2 separate regions of the Columba livia genome follow, and region 2 is linked to region 1. A link is a contact called in public Hi-C data. All regions are on one chromosome and are shown on one strand. The core of a region is the stretch at or near the end of the contact, and the rest is flanking DNA. Distances in the headings are between cores, read along the strand shown.

Region 1 (6,914 bases), core at 2,108-4,607:
CATGTACAAATCAACCTAGCTGTTTCGCTTATCTGATCGGAAGTTTATTATCTCTAAGTAGTCCCCCAGCTCAGTAAATGTCAGGAATCTGTTCATCTTTGCTGCAGCCTGACTCAGGTTAGTGTCTGTCGGATAAGTTTTACTGTTTAAAGCACAGCCATAGAGTTTGTATGTCAATACTCTTCAAAACCACCAATGCGTAAGCGGTCAGGTATTCTTTTCTAAAAGCAATGAAATAATAGGCATTTAGGTCAGTGCCTGGCATGCCAAGTTCCTGCCCTGTAAAATTTTACAATCAAGTTATGAAACTGGAAAAATGTATTTTATGCTGACATGCAGAAAAATGTTTATTAAAGCAAATTTCCTGTTTTCATACTAAAAAAAATTGTAATTCCAGTATGCTTCATTTTTTCCTTTTTTTTTTTTTTTTAATGGTTCTAAGACGTTTTCCACAGTGAGAGAGTTCAAATCCCTGTTAAAATAAGCTTTACATTTTGAGGACAGAAAAAAGCCATGGCCCCTAAATAAACTTTTATATTGATTGTATTGTTAGCAGTCAGTGTGTTGGTTAACATAATACAGATGCTTAGGACAGGTTTAGGAAGGCAAATAGGGTGAAAAAAAAATGAAATATTTCTAGTTTTAAGAGTATGCATTTAAGGGAATGGAGGTCATGTTTTCTAGAACCCCTCCACAAAAAAATGAAACACCCTCAGATATCCATATATATAGAAGTGTTTGTATGTCAATACAAGCTATGGTATATATTCTCTTTTTCATCTATTTATTTGAATGGACAATATTCAAGTAACACCCTTCAGCTTCGCTTTTTTCAGGGCAGCAAAATACAATGTTTGTCAGCACATGTACAATAAATGTCTTTATGTGCATGGAATTTAGCAAGCTACTGTACTTTTAAAAACATATAAATTATATATGAATTTCTGCAGAGGCTGCCTTTTACCCTTCCTTCCATGAATATGTTTTATATCCAAATCAAAATCTCAGCTAGTTCTGACTCTTCCCTCATGGCTGCCTGTGTTAAACTTGGCAAGATGGCTTTTAGAATTGCCTTTTAAGACCAGCATGTCTTGATCCTTTTCTGAGTATTGTGAATAGCAATATAATTCTCTCTGACCCTCAGGCCTATTTACGTGTCCTCTTCAAAGGAAAGCAAGTTGGGCTATATGTGCCTCTTCTACTTGAAATTATGCAAAAATGTACCTAAGAATGCTGTTTGGGCATGAGCTATGAGTTATTGTTACATATATTCAGAAGAGAAGAAAAACTTTTGGCTGTATTGGCTTACAGCCAAGAAACAGGGACAGAATTGCAGTTCCTCTGTTAACTTATGATAAAATCCATCATGTTGTTACTGACTGAGCTAGTATGATTGTGAATATAGATAATATTAGCTAGTCCTTCCCATGGGATCCTAGTTACATTGTTTTATTGCTTATTTTCCATGGCCTGAAATTATTCCTAGTGGATGATCCATCTCAGATATTTTGATTTTTTTTTTTTTTCAACTTAAAGCAATGTAACTGTTTCTGAGACTTGTTTAGTATAAGTTGTTTGGCAAAGGGTTGTTGTTTGTTTGTTTTGTTTTTTATCCCCAATTAATTTATTAAAATATTTGCATTGGGAAGTTCAAGTGTTTCCATTCATGGACTTCAGATATAATAGGAAAGGGTGGGGGGAGGAGGAGAACTTGCAGATGGTCAAGGGGGAGGACTGGATGTGTAGGAAAGAAAAAGCGATCGGTAGTTAGGCAGACTGGTCAACATAATTAATAGTAGGTGGAGACAGAGCAGGAATAGCAAGAGGCCAAGTCAATGAGACACAGAATCTGGTACTGTCTTAGCACGGGTTTCTTGCCAATAATTATCCATGAAGGGAGTGGTGAAGTATGTTTGACTCAGCCACTTTCCTGGGCAGCCTGTACCAGCGTTTGATAAGCCTTTCTGTGCATAAATTTTTCCTGATACCCAGTCTAAACCCCATATGATATTGTTTCTGCAGTTGTCTTACATAATTTGAAGACAAAGCAAACCAGCAGACCCTAAAGATTGTCCAGGGCTTTACTGTGAAGAAGGCTGTTGTGTATGGAAAAAAACCCTGGGATTGTGGTTAAAAATTATAGAATCACAAAATGTCCTGAGTTGGAAAGGAACCACAAGGATCATTGAGTCCAAATCCTATCCCAGCACAAGACAACCCCACAGTTCATGCCAAGTGTCTGAGGGCATTGTCCATTCTCTTCTTGAACACTGTCAGGCTTGGGCCTGTGACACCTCCCTGGGGAGCCTGTTCCAGTGCTCCACCGCCCTCTGGGTGAAGAATCTTTTCCTAATGTCCAACCTGAACCTCTGCTGGCATTTCCTCCGGCCACTCCCTTGGCTTCTGTTATTGATCACTAAAGAGTTTGGCACCTGCTCTTCCTCCTTCCCTTATGAGGAAGCTGTAGACCATGATGAGGTTTCCTCTTAGTCTCCTCCAGGCTGAACAAACCAAGTGAGTTCCTATGTGGAGGTTGCCAAGTCACTTAGAAACTTTCACAATGGGTGATTTATGGTGTTTTATTTTTTTTTATTTCCTGGGTGCAAGAACTTGCCTATGCCTTGTTCTGTAGAAATGCTGAACATACACAGCTATTGCAATTTTGCTTTAAGCACAGAAAGCTGCAAAGAATGTTGTGGGTTTGTTTGTTTATTTTTAAATAAAGTTTAAACGAGTCTCAGATTGGCTAGCTAGCTTGTGAATTATTGTTTCCCAAAGCATGGAATGGGGAAATAATCCTCTTTGTGACGATGAAGGCAAATCCATATTGGGGTTAGGCTGGTGTGCCAGCCGCGGGCTGTATGCAGCACATTACGCCGGGGCTGTACAGACAGCCGCGGCCAGGCCTGCGAGGGTGTCCCTCTCGGGCCCCGGCACTCGCCCCTCGGCGGGCAGCTCCGGAGCCTCCCCGCCGCGTCCTGCCCTCCGCTCCCGGCAGCGCTTCCCCGGCGCGGCAGGAGGTGGCACCCGTGCTACGGGTACGGGGCCACGGGCAAGAGACGGGAGCAGGCCCGGCAGGCGCCGGGCTCCCCGGGCCGGAGTTACAGGGGCAGGTGCTGCGGTGATCCCAGCAAGCTGCCGACATAGGAAACAAATGTGAAATGAAACTCTTTAATGCCTTTGAATGCTGTCGATTTCTATGCGTGTTTTCCAGTATTGTAGCCTTGTAAAACCCAAGTCGGTCAGATGTTTAGGCTTTTACAGCATGTAGAAATGTGTTTGCATAAACCAAAGGACTTTGTTGTACAGCTGCGACTCCTTTAATCTGTTTTTCTCGGAGTTGTACCGCACAGAGCACACACTCTTGTCTGCTTTCTTTCACTGAGATATTCCATGAACAAGGTACAGACTTACAGAGCTTTGGGGATATGTTTAAGTCGTCAATTGTTTGGAAGTTCACTTTATACATTGTAAGTAGCACTGTCTATGAGACTAGAGAATACCAGTGTCAAATTAAACACTCAAAGGGCAATATAGGCTTAAGAGCCAAGATAGGTGAAGTATTTTTTTTCTTTTTCTCTTTTTTTTTTTCATCTCCCCACTGCCTCCAGCGTCTGATGTATTACGCTGTTCAAAGCATTTCACTATGCTTATATTGTATTCACACATATGCAATGTATTTGAAACATTCCTACCAAGGAGATTGTGGTAAAAACTGTAATGTGCAGCTTGCTGGGTTTCATTGTAAAGTAATATAATCTCCACATGTGCGAAGGCCAATGCAATATTTTATTTTTTGCCTACCCCAGGGAATGTGATATTAAATTTATCAGCTGAAGTATTTGAATGAGAACTCATAAATATTTTTTGAGGTGCATCAGTGGTGTACATGGGGAGGGAGAAGATGTGCAGGACTGGGTAAAAAGGAAGTAGTCCATACTTTTCATCCTCCTCTGTGACATAACAGCTATGCCTTGGCCTTCAGATGGGGTACTGGTAAATTTCCTCGGTGACTGAAAACAAGTTTTAAGTTGGGAGGAATTTGTTAGTCACTGATTTTTCTTGGTGATTGTAGTTATTAACTCTGTAGTACATGGACTTCATGTTGGATACAGAGCTCCAGATGCCTTTGTGGGAGAGGAGAGGGATCTCCAAAAGAGAGGTATTGTTCTGAAGACATTTCAAACGCACAGGAGGACCTTTTGAACTGCCCATTTTGTCCACTGCTCTGTGATTGTAGGCACCCTTACTGGGCAAGGTACTACCAAATTTTGGAAGGAGTCTGTGCACTGCATTGATGTAGCTGTCAGTCTTCCAAGGCTTAAACAAGTATCTCTGTATGGCATTATCCTGTGTTGTTGTGTGATCTAGTCTCTTGTCTGGAGTTAATTTGGGCATCTCCAAAACAACTCTGTGGTGCTGTAGAGTAATCGAAGCCATGCTGAGTTAGCACTTCTTTGTCATCATTGGCTCAGTGTTGAGCTGCAGCCAAGATTGCCCATATCAGGAAGGGTACGGAGAACATGACCAAAGGTGACATTTTGCCACTGCAGAAAATATTCTTGCCTCCATATCCTGAATAGTGCATACAAGTGGTCTCTGCATCTCAAGAAGACTGTAGATTTTTCTTAAAAAAAAAAAAAAAGGAAAAAAAAGAAAAAAGAAAAAAGGTTTGGGGAAGGACTTCTAAAACTATTAAGGGGAAGTGATAGCAGGCTTGTTGTCTCAGTTCAGTTTGGAGAGAAAGCTGAGCTGGGATGAAGCTGATTTACAAAATCAAGAAGGCAATGCAAAAGAGGAGTGCTAAACTTGTTTACCAAATTCTACAACAGCAGATCAGGGAACATGCATTGAAACTGATAGGTTGTAATTTAAAACAGGTTTTTGAAAGTGCCTTTCTTCAAAGCATGTGGTAAATTTCTACAGCTTGCTGTTGCAAGGAAGTGTGGAGTCAGAACACATCAAGAGGTTCAAAATGGATTAGGCAAATTAATAGATAAAAGGTGCAAACCAGATACTATTGTGGATAGGCAGCAATGTTCCCTCTGACGTCTGAAATCTAATAGCAGAATGCAGGAAGAACATGAGGATTGGACCTCAGATAGTGGCTTGTTTCACATGCTCTCCCTAAGCAACTTCTGCAACAGCCACCATGGGAGACAGAAAACTGGGTGATGGACAGTGGTCTCACTCCATGGGGCATTCCTGCTAGGAAAAGATATGATGGACATGCTCCCAAGAGTGCTAAAAAAGACCAAATGGATGCCTACGACCTCAGATTTCATGGTCACAGTCATAAAAAGGTACAAAAGGAATCATTAGCACTTGCAGATAAAGCAAGAAAGAAGGAGGTGGCTACTTCAGTCCTTGGAAATCAAGGAGCTAGACTTTTTCAGGAATCTGCCTGATTAGCAGCTGGCTCAAAACTGAACGCTAGCAGAGGCTGAAGGTGGGTCTGGATGACAGGTTAGGTGAAAGAAGCAATAAGACTTGTTGCTGTCATTTAAGTTGAGAATATTAGAACTGTGAACATACCTAATCCAGCTAACATTCTACATACTTGTGGGTAATCTTATTAAAAAGTTTTTGTTTGTTTGTTTGTTTTTTCCATCTGAGCTTGCTTTGGTCTTGCAGTGAAGCATCTCCCTTATGAGGGAGCTGGGTCTCTTTAGTTTGGAGGAGACTGAGGGGTGACCTTACTAATTTTTACAAATATACAAAGGGTGATTGTCATGAAAATGGAGCCAGGCTCTTCTCGGTGACAGCCAACGGTAGGACAAGGGGTAATGGGCTCAAACTGGAACACAAGAGGTTCCACTTAAATTTAAGGTTCCACTTAAATTTCCACTTTAAATTTAAATTTAAACTTCTGCACAGTGAGGGTAACAGGACACTGGAACAGGCTGCCCAGGGGTGTTGTGGAGTCTCCTACTCTGGAGACTTTCAAAACCTGCGTGGACGCCTTCCTATGTAACCTCATCTAGGTGTTCCTGCTCTGGCAGGGGCATTGGACTAGATGATCTTTTGAGGTCCCTTCCAATCCCAAACATTCTGTGATTCTGTGATTCTGTGTCTTTGTTATCTTGGGAATTACATTGCTGTGGTGCACTTCACTCAGAACTACTTATTGAGCCAGCTCAAACTGAAGTCAGTCCAGGGCTGAATTTGACACACAACAGTTATTGCCCTGCAAGTATTTTGTACAACAGGATGGGGTATTTCCATGGGTTGAAAGGGGTTTTGTGTGTGTGTTTTGATTTTGTTTGTTTAATTGTTGTTGTTTTGGGTTTTGTTTGTTTGTTTTCCTGCTCCCTAGAGACAGGTTAGACATCAGCTTTTCTCTCTCCATTGTATTTCATCCAGAAGAAAAGGTGAGCTGGTGCTTTTTTGGTGTAATAGTGAGACAGCACTTGGTACTTCAGAAAGCATTTCTCCCTTTCGTCTAAAATAGCCCATGTGCACTGGTTTCTCTGGCACACTGCAAAGTTCACCGGTTCTCTTAAGTGTTTTCTGAGAGGAACAGAATTATGAAGGTGGTGAAAGGGTGAATAGGGGTAAGGATTTATTTGTTTTTTCTTTCTTAGCTGTTGTTGGCTTGAGATGTGAGGAGTGAAGCTAAATTTGTAATTTGTAAGGACTGTATTTTAAAATATTTGCCAGTTGCTCCAGATAATAAAATAGGGATTTTTATCCAGAGGAGAAGAAACGAAAATAAACAAACATGGATCTTTTTCACCTAATTTACGATGTGCAAATATGGTTCCTCCTCAACCTGCATAATTAACTCTCTTCAGTCAAGAGTGACCATCTTGATTACATCTTCTATCAATAAAAAGCCACGAAACCTTTTTTTCATAGGAGAAAAGAAGTCCAACAATATCAGATGACTGCAGTGTAGATTGTTTTGCCATTTG
Region 2 (6,914 bases), core at 2,274-4,773, 360 kb after region 1:
TATTCTAAATTCTCTTCTTTAGTGAGTGTCTCTGCCTGTGATGCCAATGGCATGAATCTTCTTTTCACTGCCTCTGGTAATTAAAGATTGAGATGTAGTGAGAAGTTGGTTTAAAAAATGTGTATTTCTGAAATGCATACTTGAAATGTAGTAAAGTACGCTGAATAGATGAAAAAAATCTTATGGCTAATTATTAGTATCTGCAATACTTGCTGAAATCGCTTGATATAATGGAGTGCAAATAAAAAAAGAGAGCAATTTACTGAGCCTTGAAGACAGTAGATTTTCTCTTTGATTTTTTTTCAAGCTCTAGTGGAATTTGAAATAGAAACAACGACAATTAAATCTATACATTGTAGCTAATACAGAATTTAATTTGTTTTGTTTCTTTTTTTCTTTTCTTGCTTTTTTTACATAAAAGGCCTCCTAGGTCCTGCTAAAAGAGATGCATGGTTGCAATTAAGAGCAGAGATTGAAGCTCTGACAGACTCCTGGCTAACAAATGCACTTAAATCATTATCAATTATCAGCACAAGGTATGTATTTGAGTTGACTGTAAAGTTTCTAGTTTTGAACTTGTAATTGCTGTTTTTTGACATTTTAAGTTACAATAAATCAGTGCCTTTAAAGAACAGAACAGGTCTAATAGGACTTTTGAATAGGACATAAGAAAAATTCAATGGAAAATTATTTCATTTTCAGTGATTCCAGCATTTACTAAAGACAGTTCAAAGTGTCTTCTAAATTGTGATAAATGTTCCTGTGTACACTGAAAGGGTATTGTAGAGTTCTGAGCCAACCTTTAATTTTTTACCTTCTGGGCAGCATCCTCTGAACTTCATCTCTCTCAGTTATGTGCTTCAATGTTCGTGCCTATTCACAGTGCTAATTAAATACTGTATAAATCTCAGAACACAAAAACATTTTCCTCCTGTTCTTCCAGGCAAATCATTATGCTTAAGCATATATCTAAATTTTCAGAAGAGCAAAAATCTATTTTAACTGGGTTAAAAGTCTGGGCTCCCAGTAATAAAAAATTAAATGTATTGTTCCTTTGAAATACTGAAACTGCAAACACTGCTGCTGCTTAGTCAGCCATGCAATATGTATCTCATCAGAAATCCTCAAAAATTCTGGTTTTAAATCAAAAAAAGAACAATGTTAAGCCATCTTGCCTTTGAACTTGTATTGGAAAAGACTGAGTGTCAAGTGGAAAGAACAAACTTGGAAAGATGTGAAAAACTTATTTAGTTGTAACAACTTTTGCAATATGTTTATCTCAACTGGTGTTTATTTAACAGTGTCTTAACACCTCAAGAGAAAAAAAGTTAAAAATTTATGTAAGCCATTTGTTTAACTCTGCATTTCTTTCCCAATTGCTGGTCATCAAAAAGACATTTGGTAATGAAGGCCAGTTGAGCACTGGTGGATGAGTCTGGAAAACTGTTGTTGGTTACTCAAGACTGTTAAATAACAGTCTTTTTTCTTGTCTTCAAAGAACTGTACAGCTATAAATCTTCAGAAGCTACCCAGTGAGGCAGCTAAACATTACCTGTATGTTACTGACAGGAAACTGAGATACATTAAGGCAGAAATAGTAGCCTACACTCTTGCTTGAAGTTTGTGGAAGAACCAGGAGAAAAAATCACAATTATTTGCTCTTGGCTCCGTGTTCACACGGTCGCGCACATGTTCCAGCCTCAAGTAGCCTGGTTCTGAGTTTTCTTGTTGTGTACCTGCTAGCACAGCTTCTCCATTCAAGTTCTCATCCTCACTATTTGATGCTAGCTTATTAACATGATTATTCTTATCTTTCCCTCTTGTCAGAAATATTCTTACTCCTGAAACATGAGAAAAGTGATGTCATTGTGCAAAAGTGCGCACTGGCTGTTTATTTCCCCTCAAGACAGGAGTAACAAATTATTTTTTCACTTTTTCCTAAACACTTTTATTTGGCTGGTAGCTACTGCCAATTAGTTCTCAGCATGAAAATGATGCTTTCAAAGTATTCAAACGCCTATTTTCAGACATAGTAGGTGATCTTAAGTGTCTGGATTTTAGTGGACCCATATTCAAGGACCTGTTTTTTATAAACCAGTGAGGAATATTTCCTACAAACAAGCCTGCATATTTTTTAAAGGATTTTGCCAAAAGTTTTACGTACATTTTCCTGGAAGTGATGGTGCTGAGTAGCACTACTGTGCGAGTGAAGGTAAATGTTGAGGAATCCTGAGTATGCTCTTCACAGCTGGTTCACCTCATCAGCATTTGGGTAACAGTTTTAAACTATTTAAGCTTAAACTATTTCTTTCATTTTAGGAGTAACTGTGTAAACGTACTGGTAACAACAACCCAGCTTATCCCAGCACTTGCAAAAGTTCTGCTATACAGCCTAGGAGGAGCTTTTCCTATTGAAAATATTTACAGTGCAACCAAAATAGGTAAGAAAATTATTCTTTCATCCATTTTGACTAAACTGCGTTACCAACATTTTTTTGCCAGTAATGGATGGATTCAAAGCGACTTCCCTGACACAGTGTTAGTTATAAGATTTAGGCATTTCATGTGTTTATGTAGCTAGATTCCAAAATCATCTTATTTTCAATGATGCCTGAAGTAATAAAGGTCCTGTACTGATTAAAAGCCTCAGAAACTGTTCAGTATGGTGCAGAAAACAAAAAAATGAAGAAAAGTGTTTTGTGAATTCAAATCTAGGCAGAACTTCTGTTAGAATAGTCCCTGCTCTGACTTCCAGCACTGCGTAATCTGGGCCACCGCTTCATAAGCTTTTTCTGGAAGCATAAGTACATCATGGGTGGTAATGACAACTGTTACCAGCAGAAGCTCTGTTGATGGATGCCACAAGGGCACTTCCCTGTTGTGCTGATAACAGTATACCTCTTGTGTATTACAGTTTGGAAATTTATGGTTTTTGGAAATCACATCCAAAACTTTCTTGTAAACCAAGAAAAGTTGCCATTCCTGTGCAAAGTGACACAGCCTACAATGACTGATAATTTTGGTAGATTTCATGATTTACCAACTATCAATTCAGGAATGCTTAATTTTTATATCTATGACACCTTATATAATATGGACTGTGACACTTCATTGCCAAAAGCATTATAATACATTTCCTAAATTATTTTCACAAGTGAAGGAAAAAAAAGCATATTCTAACAGTGTCAGTAAAAACTATTACCTCGGTCATCATTTAATTAGCTGTAGCTGTCCTCTAGACAGAAATACCTCAAATACTTAAAAAATTTCAGTCAAGGCAAGAAGTATCCAAAACACAACATGGTACTGAGCAGCCTCTGGAATGAATGTCATCTGTCATACAGTGTGTACATGTTGGATTCAGTCACTGAGATTGCACTTGGACCAAAGGAAGGAGCATTAAGAAATAGTGCCGACAGCACAGAAGGGGGTGGTGAAGTGAAGCACAGTCTCTGGAGACTCTGTCGAAGTAATTCTGCACCAGGAATTCCTTCTGGGAACAGTGTGGCTGCTGTTACACCCCTATCAGGAGCACAGCAAACTCTGGGGTACAAGATCTCTCTCTACTTTTCGTCTCAGTGGTCTCTGCACTGTGCTGAGCACAGGACTATAATTGCAGCTGTTGCTTGCACTCACTGAAATCTGGTCATCACTCAACAGTTAATACACATGACACTTTTCCTAATTGTAAGCCCTATTTGTGGGCCAGCTGAAAAAAAAAAAAAAAAAAAGAGGAGAGCAGTAAGAATCTGAGATCTAGAAATCATGAGCTTGTGAGAACAGGCTAAAAACCTGGGGTGGGGGTAGACATGATAACAAACAAGGTAAAAAGCTGTTGCAGAGAAGAAAGAAGTAATCTTTCTCTGTGTTGATGGGAAGTGTGGTGGTTTCTTTGCAATAGGGCACATGTAGGTCACATGTCAAAGAGAAGCTTCCTAATGGAGAGGGTTAATTAGATATGGAGATTGCCTGTGGCAACAGTGAAATCATCATATTAAGACAGTTTTGGGATCGATTGCACAAGCATTTGTTGGTAGTACTGAACCTGCAGTACAATGAGAAGATGGGTACATGACTGCTTGGTCCTTTTCTATCCTGTGTATTGTTGATACTGGCTTAGCCTCCTTCCTTCCACATTTCTCCAAAAGAGCCAAATGCTTCATGGAATTTTTCCCAGAAACCTGCTGTCTAATTTTATTTTGCTTGTCCAGTGTTCCTTGAACACTTTTTCCATGGCTAGATCACTCATTGTTGCAGATACATTAGAATTAAAATTTCTGCTTTCCTTGAAAAAAAAAGTACAATAACAGAGAAGTATTTCATTTCAGTTAGTCATTCAGCAACTTATTCATTTTTGTAGTGCTGCTAATTCTTTTATGTTAATGGCTTGCCTGTAGCTCTTAAGAGATTTAATTTTACCTGGAACTGCTTAGTGTCACTAAGGAAACTAATTGCTCTTACTATTTTGGCTCTAAATTGCATGCTGGCAACTTTTTAACACTAGTAGTAACAATGTCTTACTACTGCAATAATCCTTTGTAAGGCTTCACCATAACTTACTTGATAGCTTGAATAAGTAGTGCATTGTTTTTCAGGCAAAGAGAGCTGTTTTGAGCGTATAGTGTCCAGATTTGGCACTAACATAACTTATGTTGTGATTGGAGATGGCCGAGATGAGGAACATGCAGCTAATCAGGTAACTTTGCTCTGAAATCTTATCTCATTTATCTTCCAGGAAAAGAAAGTTGCTTTGAACGAATAATGCAAAGGTTTGGCAGAAAAGTAGTATATGTTGTAATTGGGGATGGTGTAGAAGAAGAACAGGCAGCAAAAAAGGTAACCTGTCTCCTGAAATGTTGGTGTGATACCTAGCTACTAATTCCAGCCTTTCTGTTTGCATTTCTGTCAGTGTTGCACAATGACAGAATGACAAATAACTTCAGTCCAGAGATGCAAGGCAACAAGAGCATGATGAGATCAAAACTTAGAGTAAAATGAACCATTTGGATACTAGCATTTGCTTCTCTTCAGTTTGGAAAGAAAAATAAATGCAAAATTATTTTAAAAATAAATGAAAAATTATAGCAGCAAAAATGTCAGACTAGCTTAAAGCAAATTCAAGATAAACAGAAGACAGAGAAATGGCTATGGCATGGTAGTTTGGTGGTAGTTTTCTTTAAATGGTGAAATCAGGGAGGTTTCGAGACAAGTGTTGCAAAGAATGTGGAAAAACATCTTAGGACTATGCAAATTTTTTGCTAACATAGATGAAGATCTGTAGTTTGTTGGAGCAAAGATGATGAACATGATTTGCTTCAAGAAAGCCGTATCTGCAAAAGGAAAAAGAATACAGCATTGAGATTGTGCACCAAGTTTGTGTTTCTAAAACAGAACTGTTTCTTTAGAAATATTCCATTTTTTCATTAGAACAATTCAAGTCTAAATTTCACCAGATAACTTTTCAATGTTCAGAAACAGATCAAATTAGTAATTTGCACCACGCTTCCCAGTATAACCTTGGAAGTGTGCAGAAACTGAAAAATTTTACCTCACAATGTCTGCATAGGACAAATGCTGTAAATATCTTTTTGCTAGGAGTAGCAAAATAAAGGGCCCTTTTGGTGTGGTAGCTGGAATAGAAATGAAAATAACCAAAATGCTTATTCCAAATGGTTCCTTAATATAGGTACAGTACTAGTGATGGGTCTTTTATAGTTTGTGCTAAACAAAGGTGGTTGGATTGTGTACTTTCCAGTTTGGCATGCTTTTTTCTTAATGTTGACTATATTGCATGAATAGATACAGAATTCAGAGAGATGGACCAACATAGCCTGTTACAAATAGATCTGAACAGAACATGAAAGTACGGGGGTTTTCTATTCTGATTAATTGCTGAAAAGAGAATAGTGCATATATCTGACACTGATGCTTTCTGCAATAGAAATTATCCTTTTTAAGCAAGAACTGCATTATTTTCTCCCCAAAACAGATTCCTTTTTTTTCCCCTAGATGGACAAAAATGTAATTCAACTCTGTTTCAAAGAGTTGTGCATGAAGCCTCTTTTAATGAAAGTCTTAGAGCCCTTTAAATGATCATTCGGTCTTTTGCAAAATGTGCCGAGTGGAGCAGAAATGGATTTCCTATTAATGCTCTTTTGTATGGGTTTGCATGCTAACGACGGACAAATAGCCCTTACTAAATAACCAGCTTTTCCAGATAAACTGTTAAGACTATGTAAGTATTCTACCTTCAGTTGGACTATTAAGCTCAGATCTATTTTGGTCTGATTTTTGTCAGTACTTTACTAGCAAAAATCAATCCAGAAACACAGTGGTGTAAAATATGTGGTGGTGATCTGACTAGCCTTATGTGTCATATACCGCCCTGTGTCACCGTGTTCATCTTTCCTGACCTTTTCCCCCCTCTGACAAACACAGCACAACATGCCTTTCTGGAGGATATCCAGTCATTCGGACCTCTTGGCTCTCCATCAAGCACTGGAACTAGAGTATTTGTAACTGTGTTCTAAAGTTGGCGACCCTTTTTTTTTTATATATATATATATTTCAAGTACACTGAATTTTTATGTGTGATTCAATGCCTCTGGCTTTACACATATGAATTGTCTTAAGAAGGGAAGAAATATTTGGAATTAAAAATTCCAAATTGAAGAATTCAGATTGCTGAATGGAGTTAAAACATTAGTGCTACGTAAGGAAGCTCTATGGTCTTATATATGCAACGTTTTTAAATGAATTAAAACTGTGGAGGTTGCTGGTACACACCAAGTGAGCCCTGACAGGAGTGAACAAAGGACTCGAACTGGCAAAGCACCAACATGCATTTCCCAGCCGACAAGGTGGTGTTCAACAACATTCCTCAAAATGGGATATATTCTCAGCACTGAGGTTTG

Evidence for each region. Hi-C and Micro-C count contacts between places; a contact is called where the count stands out from the background.
Region 2: a contact with region 1 is called in a Hi-C map of liver, with 2.5 times the contacts expected there. The contact joins two enhancer-like sites. A contact is called at or near these places in 2 of 2 Hi-C or Micro-C datasets (crop and liver).

What each region holds. Positions count from the first base shown.
Region 1 is chr3:58,933,589-58,940,502 of bColLiv1.pat.W.v2, forward strand. No RefSeq gene overlaps it. Among named protein-coding and RNA genes, the nearest start is that of RPS12, 14 kb to the left of the region's middle. Within about 2 kb of position 3,358, at least 2 of the 3 cell types and tissues checked have an H3K27ac peak away from gene starts, as active enhancers do.
Region 2 is chr3:59,297,323-59,304,236 of bColLiv1.pat.W.v2, forward strand. EYA4 (EYA transcriptional coactivator and phosphatase 4) reads left to right here. Exons shown (of 19, transcript XM_065057037.1): 16 at 422-536; 17 at 2,320-2,441; 18 at 4,736-4,836; 19 at 6,439-6,914. The coding sequence ends at 6,519. Among named protein-coding and RNA genes, the nearest start is that of TCF21, 130 kb to the right of the region's middle. Within about 2 kb of position 3,524, at least 1 of the 3 cell types and tissues checked has an H3K27ac peak away from gene starts, as active enhancers do.